3 separate regions of the Mus musculus genome follow, and regions 1 and 2 are each linked to region 3. The links are chromatin contacts, called in public HiChIP or PLAC-seq maps. All regions are on one chromosome and are shown on one strand. Each heading gives the region's core, a stretch centred on a gene start, on an enhancer-like site or on the middle of the called end of the contact. The rest is flanking DNA. Distances are from core to core; before and after follow the strand shown. Region 1 holds the start of Traf3ip3 (TRAF3 interacting protein 3). Region 2 holds the start of Irf6 (interferon regulatory factor 6). Region 3 holds the start of Hhat (hedgehog acyltransferase).

Evidence for each region. HiChIP or PLAC-seq counts read pairs in DNA pulled down with a chosen protein or histone mark.
Region 1: a contact with region 3 is called in an H3K4me3 HiChIP or PLAC-seq map of microglia, with 4 times the contacts expected there. The contact joins the promoter of Traf3ip3 here to the promoter of Hhat in region 3. A contact is called at or near these places in 2 of 39 promoter capture datasets (the C10 cell line and pre-B cells), 2 of 484 Hi-C or Micro-C datasets (the N1E-115 cell line and double positive thymocytes) and 2 of 115 datasets of contacts at active chromatin or transcription factors (large pre-B cells and microglia).
Region 2: an H3K27ac HiChIP or PLAC-seq map of embryonic stem cells shows a contact between it and region 3, with 14 times the contacts expected there. The contact joins the promoter of Irf6 here to the promoter of Hhat in region 3. A contact is called at or near these places in 11 of 39 promoter capture datasets (the C10 cell line, the HPC-7 cell line, cranial neural crest and 6 more) and 6 of 115 datasets of contacts at active chromatin or transcription factors (the HPC-7 cell line, bone marrow-derived macrophages, embryonic basal ganglia and 3 more).

What each region holds. Positions count from the first base shown.
Region 1 is chr1:193,200,259-193,203,323 of GRCm38.p6, forward strand. It overlaps Traf3ip3 (TRAF3 interacting protein 3), which reads right to left and starts at 1,288. Exons shown (of 16, transcript NM_153137.4): 1 at 1,037-1,288; 2 at 635-740.
Region 2 is chr1:193,151,624-193,155,088 of GRCm38.p6, forward strand. Irf6 (interferon regulatory factor 6) reads left to right here and starts at 1,489. Exons shown (of 8, transcript NM_016851.2): 1 at 1,489-1,676.
Region 3 is chr1:192,769,153-192,772,544 of GRCm38.p6, forward strand. Hhat (hedgehog acyltransferase) reads right to left here and starts at 2,067. Exons shown (of 12, transcript NM_144881.4): 1 at 1,828-2,067.

The sequences.
Region 1 (3,065 bases), core at 38-2,537, 430 kb after region 3:
TAGGTGAAGAAAGGAGATGCCATTATAAGTGTGAGGGCTTAGGCTCCCCACTGTGGGACTTACCAGAGGGAGCTCCCAGGTTCCCTACCTTCCAGACGGGAAGAAGAAAGGTCTGAGGGGTTGAGAACAGGTCTGTGAGGATGTCTCTTCCTGTTCTCCATCTATTGTCTGTAGGGCCACTGAAATATGGCTATTTTACTCTCTGCATCATTAGGTCTTAATGCTTAGGAAGTTGCAATAGGAATGGCTCCCTAGAGAGAGGAGTGTCTCCAAACCCATAGCCTTCTACACCTCCTGGGGTGTGGCGTGACACCTGTATGGAACCACACAGCCTTCTAGGATGGTGGGATCATCCTGGCTTGCTTTAACGCAAGTAGGCTATGGAAAGTCTGATGGACAGGGACAGGCTATAGAAAAAAAGGAACTGGTCCTGTAGTTCAGAAAAAGGTCACAAGGCCACTGCCCAGGATTTCTGTAGTTTCTGAGGTACCCCTGGCCAACATGAAAGGGCCTAGTTAGAGCTCGGAGGAAGGGCTAGTACTGGCTAGGGAAGGCTCTCCTTCCTGCACAGGAAGACAGCAGCACACTGCCCCTCAACTACAGACATGTTGACTTGCCACAGTTTTGCACCTACCTCCTGGCTGTGTATGCAGAGGAGATGATGGGTGGCTTCCTACACGAATCTGGCCTTCTTAGTTCAGAGTTCTCAGCGGGAGCTGAAGAGCCTGTTACAGGGATCCCTACATTGAAGGGATTGGGAAAAGTCATTTAATTTGTGTTATGGATGCAGAGCACACCAACACCAAGCCATGCAACTCACACCTAACCGAAGCCATCAGACGGAGCAGAGCTGGGAGCCATACCCTGTGGTTGCCTGAGGTCTCTAGCACAGGATGTTTTTTTGTCATACAAGCCCCATCGAGTACATTCTACCACCTGCTGCTACGCAGGAGGCTGGCATGGCAGAGCGTATTCTGCCCCACCCTAAGTCAGCAGATCCAAACCAAGATCCCAAAGCATCTTCCTCCACAGTTACCTCAAGTCCCAGGTTCTGTCTCAAGTGTCTCAGGAGAGCCTTCAGCCCTTTCTTTCTAGGTCTCTCTGGTCTCAGAAGGCTGGGGAAGCTGTCAAGCCGAGTTTCTGAAGAAGTTTCTAAACCCCCTCACCATTTTCTTCTTATACTGACGTTATTTTCGCACAGCAGCATGCTGAAACAGGAAACACAAGCCACAGTGTTCACAAACCTCAGTTCCTCTCCTTGCCCTTAGCAATTTGAGAGGGCCCCTGCACTCTTGGGGCCTCCAGGGCTGGTGAGGAAGTCCACCCAGGCACCCACTCTCCAACTACCTGATTGGTCTGCTCTCTGGCAGTTTCAGCCCAGTATTCACTTCCTCTGGTTGGTGCTGTAGCTCGGTAGGTAGAGTGCTTACTTGCCTAGCAAGCACAAAGCCCTAGACTCCACCCCCAGCATTAAAAGCCAGACCTGAAACCCCGGCATTCAGGAAGTAGAGGCAGGAGGACCAGGAGGTCAAGATCATCCATATTGAGTTCAAGGCTAGCCTGAGCTACATGAAACCCTGTTTAAAAAAAAATGTTTTTCTAGGACTACACAGGGATGAATTCTGGGCCATATCTATACCTTGCCACTTCTGTGGTAAGACCCAGGAGGGATGTTTCTCATACCATCTAGCTGTTTGGAGTCTCTTTTTCCCAATACTGGCATTGGGTAGAGTCTCCTGTGGTCTGAAGGATCTGTGTGTTTTGTGGAGTTCCAGATCCTTGAGGGCATCCTGGATTCATGTCTTTATGAGGCAGTGTGGAGGGGTGAAATATGGAGGGCTAGAGGGCAGAAGGCAGGTAGCCAAAAGAATCTGAAAAATCCCAGTGAATTGAACTAAGAAATTTTGGGAAAAATTAAAGAGAACTGATACATTAAAAAGAAACTTACAAATGGGAAATCCCAGAGCAACTCAGGATAGATAAACAGGAAACTGAGTTTGTACAAGTTCAAGGACTGCTCTGCAACCTTCTGAACAAGCCACTCAGTATGGAGACTATACAGTTCGAAATGTGTGAGGCAGGTGTGAGACAGGTGTGAGGCAGGTGTGAGACAGGTATGAAGCAGGTGTGAGGCAGATAATGATATATTCAAGTAGCTAGGATAAGTTTTGTTAACATGGAGAACTTATCACAGTCCTCTTCATGACTGCTATTTCCTCATTCTCTTAAGAGAAAAAGTCAAGAAGTAGGCAGGAAGGAAGCACGCAGGCCAGATTCTTATACTAGAACCCAGACCAAGGAGGCTCCTAGGGTGAGAAATACCCGAGAACACAGGGAGACAGGAGATTGTATCAGAATTGCCATAGATCCTTTTGGACTTTATTAAAAACTATATAGAAATGTATACAGAGATCAAATTCTTATCTATGGCTGGGTACTCTTTGGGTGCTATACTCATGCTACTGGGACTAATGTTAATGCAAGTTCAAAGTCACATAGCATGGGTTCATGAGTACATGGGTACATGAGTGCATGAGTGCATGGGTGCATGAATACATGAGTGCATTACCAGCCCAAGTAATTTATTCTAGAATAAAGCTCCAGGTACTTTTATTAGTCTACTAGTGGTATCTATCTATCTATCTATCTATCTATCTATCTATCTATCTATATGCTGTGGTTTGGATCCCCCAAAGTTCCACATCTCAGAGCCTAGCTCCCCACCTCAGCACTGCTGGAAGGTGCTAGAATCTTGGGAATGGGCTTATTGGGAGGCAGTTAGACTGTTGGTAGTGTGTCCTCAGAGGGGAGAGTCCATCTAGGCTCTTCTCTCCACTTTTTACTTTCTAGTCATGAGGTGAGCTTTTGCCCTATCACGAAGTTCTGCTCTGCTGTTCACCTCATCACAGGCCTGGAAACGTCTGAGGTAACTGATCATGGAATGAACCTTCCAAACTTCTCTCTTCATAACTTATTTTTTGGGGGAGTTTGTTAAGGCGAGGGAAAGCTGATTGACAAACCTTGAGTCTGTCAGGAGGTCTGGGGTAGGCAAACTGTTGTTAGTC
Region 2 (3,465 bases), core at 239-2,738, 380 kb after region 3:
TTTCTCCCTCATCATCTTATTTTACTGTTTTGAGACAGGGTCTCACTATGGATCCCAGGCTGGCCTCAAACTCACTGTCTTCTTTTTCCTTCCCATTGTGATAAAAATAACCAGAAAAAGAAACTTAAGGGAGAAAAGTTTTTCCTGACTGCATTCAAGAGTGCACAGCCTGTCAATCCTGGGGCTTCAATATTCAGGAGCTTCAAGTTTCCTTAGCTGGGAACAGAGATTCACACACGCTAAAGCTTGGCTTAGCTTCTCCACTTTTTGCTCAGTGAATGATTCTGCTTACAATTAAGATGGGCCTTCCCACATCAATTAGTTTAATCAAGACAATCCCTCGAAGACATTCTCAGAGGCTAACCTTAATCAATACAACCCCATCCCACCCCCACCCCCATTGTCCAGAGGGCTGTCCTCTGGCTGTCTAGATGACAACTAATACTAACTTCACTCTATACAGTATTAGGTTAGGAAGGCTTGGTCTTCCCACCTCAGTCTCCTGAGTGGTGGACGCCTTTCATTGCTGTTATTCTTAGGACAGTGGGGAGGTTCTCACCCAGGGCCTTGATATACTAGGGAAACACTCTAAAAAGGAGCTACACCCTCAGTCTTCCTCCTAAGTGCCTTGCCCATGTTCCATCTCCTTGTTTCAGCGGCGTTTGGTGGTGAAGGGTTTGCCTCACTGCCTGGACGCTGCTTTCATAGTTGATCAATGGATAGGGCAGGTGGGTGGCACTTGTCAGGCACACAGGACATGAACTCCAGGTGGCAGAAAAGACTCTTACTCTGCAAGGTATTGTGGGATATTCTACCCTCACTTCAATAATAACCAAACGTGCTATGTACTTTATAGACACATATTGAATGCCCACATAATCTACCAGGCAGGCGATTTAGAAATCCCACTCTACAGAAAAGAAACGGAAGCTCAGGTTGCTGAGAAAACTTTCTTAGGTCTCTAGTGTCCGATAAAGACAGGGGCGAGGTGGGGTGGGGGTTTGAACGCCACAACTGGCTCCAGGGTCTGTGCTTTCAACTAGCACTTCATGGAGAATGGAAAAAGTGAAAATTGCGGTCGCCTTTGAATAGATAGAACTTAAGGTAGAACACGGGGTCCACGGGCAGTCCTGGAAGGTGCATTGACAAGTCCTGGAGTAGCTTCTCAAAGCCAAGTCCACCTACGCAGGTCCTCGTGCTAGTTCTGGGGCCCAGTCTCAGAACCCTCACTTGTGCAGGGTCACTACGGGAGGGGCGACGCTCTTCTATTTCGACGTGAACTCCTAGAACCCTCCCCCCCAAAGTCCCCAGGACGATCGGACACCCGCAGGGTGAGGCCCACACAGGGACCGCTCCCTCGGTGGCAGGGGCGTAGGGTGACGAAGAGGCAGGGCGGGGCCGGCGGCCCAGGAACGCAGAGGATCAGATTTCTCGCAATGCACCAATCCTGAACTCCGGGGGATGTGGCCACACCTGGAGGGCGTGACCAGACCGTGCAGGGGCTGTGGCATCCAGGGCTAGGCTCTGAGCACTGGGCACCGAGGTGGGCAGGTGCGGGCCTGTGCCGGCCGCAGAGGAGCCCGCGGTTCCCAGCCGCACCTAGCCGTCGGGGGAGCTCCTGTGCTGCGGCGGTGTGAACTCTTGTGCACCTGCTCCTGAGCACGGACTGAGGCCAGGTGGGGACGCCGGCGTTGGCAAGCCACCTGAGGGAGGACAGACACCTGACGGGTGGAGCCGGGCCCATTGGAGTTGATGTGGGCGGGGGAGCCGGCTTGGGTTCCGTGTCCCGCACCAGTCTGGGTGCTGGGCGCTGGGCACCCTTCTTCAAGTAGTTTTGGGACGGCACCGGGCCCCTTCTGATCCCCTCCCGCAGAAAGAGCTTGTTTCTGCTCCGCCTGCTCCACCATCGGATGGAAGGAAGGAATCCCTTCCACCCTAGCCTCTCCGGTTTTAACTAGCTTACTCTGAGGCTGGCTCCTCTGTCCCAGCGGGGACTTCCCAGGCCCCGAGGCCCTGGGTTCTAGTGGCTGTTTAGGGAAAATCGGGATGAGGATGACCTAGGGTTTGGTCGGATTTGTTTTCCTTTTTCCGAGTGTCTTAACACAGTCAAGGCCGCTCACACTGGGCCTGGGAGATGTCTGTGGAGTTCCAGGTAGCCAAGCTAGGTGCTGGGGAGGGTGGCGCCAGGCGTGGCAGCTCTGCCGGGTGAGGCCCTCCTGGCCTGAAGGGGCTGGAGGCGGTGCGCGGAGAGCAGAAAGCCTCCCATACCTGCCTGGAAGGGAGGCCTGGGCTGCCGTGCTTCGCTCGGTGATAAAGTGGTAACCAGCCTTCCCTGTTTTCTTGGTGGGTATCAAGATGGAAGCTAGGGAAGGGAGAGGGCGAAGGTGCTTGGGCAGGGATTGGTGAAGTTGCTAGTTAGATCTGTGTGTCACACATGACAGCACAGTGGCCTACAGCTTGGCCTTGTCATCCACCAACTCCAAACCCACAGGGAGGAGGTGTGTGAGGATGTGAGCAGTAGAATAGCATTTACTCCGAGGCAAGGTGAAAATTCATGGAGCTGGCATTTCAGTTCCATTCAGGAAGAATGGGAAACTAGGGCAGTCCCAACAGCTGCCTTTGAGACCTGGCCCAAACCACCAGAGCCTTCTAGCTTGAGGTCTAGGATCCACTCCTGGAACAGACAATGAGGACAGTTCGTGCCCCAGGAGCCTGAAAGTGCCCCTGCCCTCTGCTCACAGTGAGGAGGTGGGTGGTGGTCTTATCACTGGATGGTTCCTATCTGTCAGAGAAAACAGACCTTTCATTTTCATGTGGTGGCAGCTGGAGATGGCAGGGCACAGTTTCAGTGGCCTGAAGGTTTAGAGAGGTCTGATTTAGATGTCTTTAATCGCTTCCTCTCAATTTGGTGGCTCCTCCTGGGGTCCTTGTTGGTTTATGTGTAGAATGGGGGAGGCTCAGAGTGCAGGGCACAAAGGCAGGGTTTGGTGCATCCCAGAGGTAAGGTAGAGGCCACTTAACCTTATCCCTGTGCCTCAGTTAACTCAGCTGTCAAATGGGGCTGACACCACATCTTGGATCCTGAGGGTGGGATAACACAGGTTACACTATACAGCCTGTGTTGATGTGGAGGATGGCGCTGCTATTCATCCTGAGAAGTGTCACTGTCTTGTGGTATAGAAAAATGCTGCTGCAGTTTTAAATAATTGGGAATCGAAACAAAATGTGGGTGATTCTCTCTCTCTCTCATATATATACATATATATATATATGAGAGAGAGAGAGAGAGAGAGAGAGAGAGAGAGAGAGAGAGAGAGAGAGAGAGAAGCACTACATATATCATGGTACCTTGCAATATCTTCCCTGGTTTGTGTCTGTGTGTTATGGAGTGGAGATACTGCTGTACAGCCATGGCTGTGGGGTTTACAGCCCATGGATTTGGTTTAGTAAACCATTTTCCCTCTC
Region 3 (3,392 bases), core at 817-3,316:
TTGTTTGAACATCTGGTGCCAGACTGGTGACCCTGTTTGGGAAGGTTGGGGAACCTTTAGGAGGTGGAGCCTGGTGGGTCACCGGGATCGGACATTGAGGTTTATAGTCAGGCCACACTTCCTGTTCATTCTGTCTCCTGACTATAAATATAATGTGACCAGCAGCCTCCTGTCTCCTTCCCACTAAGAGAATAAACCCCTAACCTGCACAAGGAATAAACCCTTCTCCCTGAAACTGCTTATCCTGGGGCATTTTGATCAAAAGGATAAAAAAGATAACTTAAACTACTACCTTCTCTCTCTCTCTTCCTTCCTCCCTCCCTCCCCCCTCTCTCTCCCCCTGCCCTCTTTCTCCTCTTTCTTATGAGAGTTATGATCAAATATCCTGCAATAGAACATTATACAAATCTGAGCTTTCATGGCGTTTTGATAACTTTGTTTCAGTATTATTTATAATCCCTGTATTTTTGTGACTTTTACTTATTTTTAAATTTGGTTTTGTTTCTTGGGACAGGGTCTCATGTAGCAATGGCTGCCTTGACCTCTTGGCCCCCTGCTTCCAAGCAGCCCCATCCTGAGTTCTTTCCACACCTTTTTAAAAGCCTCCAAAAAGGCCCGTAGCAAGTTCTGCAAGAACCAAGAATTTTATTTCTCTGAGGCCCCAAAGTATGGCACCCCTGCCCTTGGGCCACACTGACCTGGGATCACCAGGAGATCTTGCCAACTGCCAACCAGGGCCTTGACCTCACCTTCAGCTGGTGACTCTCCAAGAGAAAGCCAAGTAAAAACCAGGTAAAGCCTTTGTCCCCAAAGAAGGCTCCAAACCCCAGCCCCTAGCATAGACAATTCATTGGTGCTGGTGGCCTTGAAGGGTCTTGGAGAACACAGCTTGTCTTTCTGGGGTGCTGTCAAAACAACACATCCATCAGAACTGTCCTTAGCCAGCACATAAACCATCCTACGGGGAGAGAAATCACAGGGAAGTCGGAACATGAAGAATAGAAGCCAGAAAGAATGGACTTCTAGACCCTGAGTGAAAGCGCACAGCCCTTCAAAGCTTTCCCTGAGCCGCGTCCTGTGGCACTGGAGCAGATGCTCAGCTCTACATAATAGAACACCACACTGAACGGAGCAGACACACTGCATAACGCTGTCAGTCCCCACACGTAGAAGGCCCTGATCTAAAAGCGGCCAATAGCTGTTGAATCTGGGGGAGGAGAGCCTGCATAAAAACTGGTGTCTCCCAGTCTTGCCACTGAACAGATGAGGGAAACTAAGTCCAGAGAGTTTCTGGAAAGCGAAAGAGATCTTTAAACTGAGAACTGGGGCTCGGTGGTTAAACATTTGCTGCACGGGTTTGTTGGCCCAATTTCAACACACACACACACACACACACACCACGAAGAAAACAGAAATCTCTGAGCTGGGCCGGGTGGGGGCGTGGGGAGGGCCTGTAGGCGCCCTTCCTGCAGGGAGCAGCAGGGTTCTCGGTTCCCGGGACTCCGTGCCTTTGTGTCGCCGCCCTCCAGCACGCGGACACGGACACGGGAAGCGGAAACGCTATTGCGTTTCTCCCCCACGTCAGCGGCGAGCCTCCCACGACCTGCTGCGGCACCCCAGCCAGCCCCCTGTCTCCGCGCAGGTTAAGTCGTGGCAGCCTTTGCAACCACAGGCCCCTGCACGGCCGCCAGCTCCACGCGCGCCCGCCGCCAGCCCCCGCGCGCCCTCTGACCCTGCGGGGCCTCACCACCCACGCCCCCTCCTGCTCTCCACGCGCGCCCCCGATGCACGGCTTTTCCCCTGTCTGTCTCGCGCGGGCGAAATCACCTGGATCGCAGTGTGCAGAGCTGGGCGAGCGGGAGAGAAGGCGTCCCTGCACCCCGCCGCGCTGAGCCGCGGCCCGGGAGGGACTCGCGAGCACAGCGCGGGTCAGAGGCCGCGGGGGTGAGCGCCTGGCCTGAGATGTTGTGCCCGGGTTCCCGAACGCAGGATTGGCCAGGGCTCTGTACATTTACTGGAGCCGAATCATTACACAGGGTCCCACCAGAACCTCAGGCTCCAGGATTCTTCCGGTCCCCAAAGGAATGAGTCTGGGGCGGGGGTGTGTACGGCCTGCCCTGCTACAGGAAGATGACTTAGACCAGTGAAGGGCAGACTAAATAGAGCTGGAGAAATCTCTGCAAAACCGACTTTAAAATCATCTTCACTTCCACCTTCCCCAGCACCAACTAAAACAGCCGGACCAGGAGTGCCAGGTTGCCCAAAATAAAAACACAGGGTGCCAAGTTAATACTTTCTTGGTATCATATGGCCTTTGTTGTTTGGAAGACGTAATATACTTTCTAACAGTTCCTGGGGGTTGGAGAGATGTGGCTCAGTGAGTAAGGGTTTGCTATGCAAGTGTTAGGATCTGAGTTTAATCCCCACACTGAAGTAAAGAGCCAGGCATGGCTGGTGTGCCTGTAGCCCCGTCATTGAAGGTAGAGACTCTATCGAACCCCTAGATCCTGACCAGCTGCCTTAGTCTAAACAGGAAGCCTCCAATTAGAGGCTAATGCAGACCCTGCACCACAAAAATGAGGTGAGGCAAGAGGAAGATGTGGAAGCCTTGCTCTGGCCTCTTCAGGAGAGCACCCAACATGCATACAACATATATGTCTTGTATATTTGTAATAACAGTGTGCCTTGGTACCTGACAAGTCTGGTCACTGTAATAAAGCCCAGGGTTTGGCCCAGAAGGTGCCAAAGTGTTAGCTCTGCTCTGGGACAGTCAGAAGAGGTGGTCCTCTTCTGTGTCAGGTTCTAAATGGCCTGTTACTGTGGGTTCAATGCCATTTAAGTCTAACTCTTTTCTACATGTGCACAGTGCTCATTTGAAGACATAAAATAAAGTCAGGTTTGGCTAATGTAAATCAGAAACATCTGTGTAAGAGAAAATACTCCAGGCTTGTGACCCAGCTATACAGCCAAGACAGGAGGATCCGAAGTTCAAAACCAGGGCTACAGAGTGATTTTGACAAACTGTCTCAAAATGTAAAAGTAAGCATTGGCAGAGGAGACACAGCTCAGTGGTGGAGCCTTGCCTCACATGCAGAACACCCACAATACCAAAGCCCAAAGCAAGACTAAGCAATGAGCTGAAGAACGTGCCGGCGGGGAATATTCCAAGTGGTACTTCTTAGTACACGTGGATTTAAAACAGTTGATGGAAACATCAGAATCCAGTTGCACGTAGACAAGAGACTTGAGTGTGGGAGTGTATTTTGACAAAATTATCTTATATTCTAAGAGACTGGAAGCTTTGCTGGGCTTCTCGGGTGAAGTTAATAATATACATTGAGGTCACTCAAGACTACTTTCTAGTCGGCCTGTTTGTTTAACTTGCCTTTCAG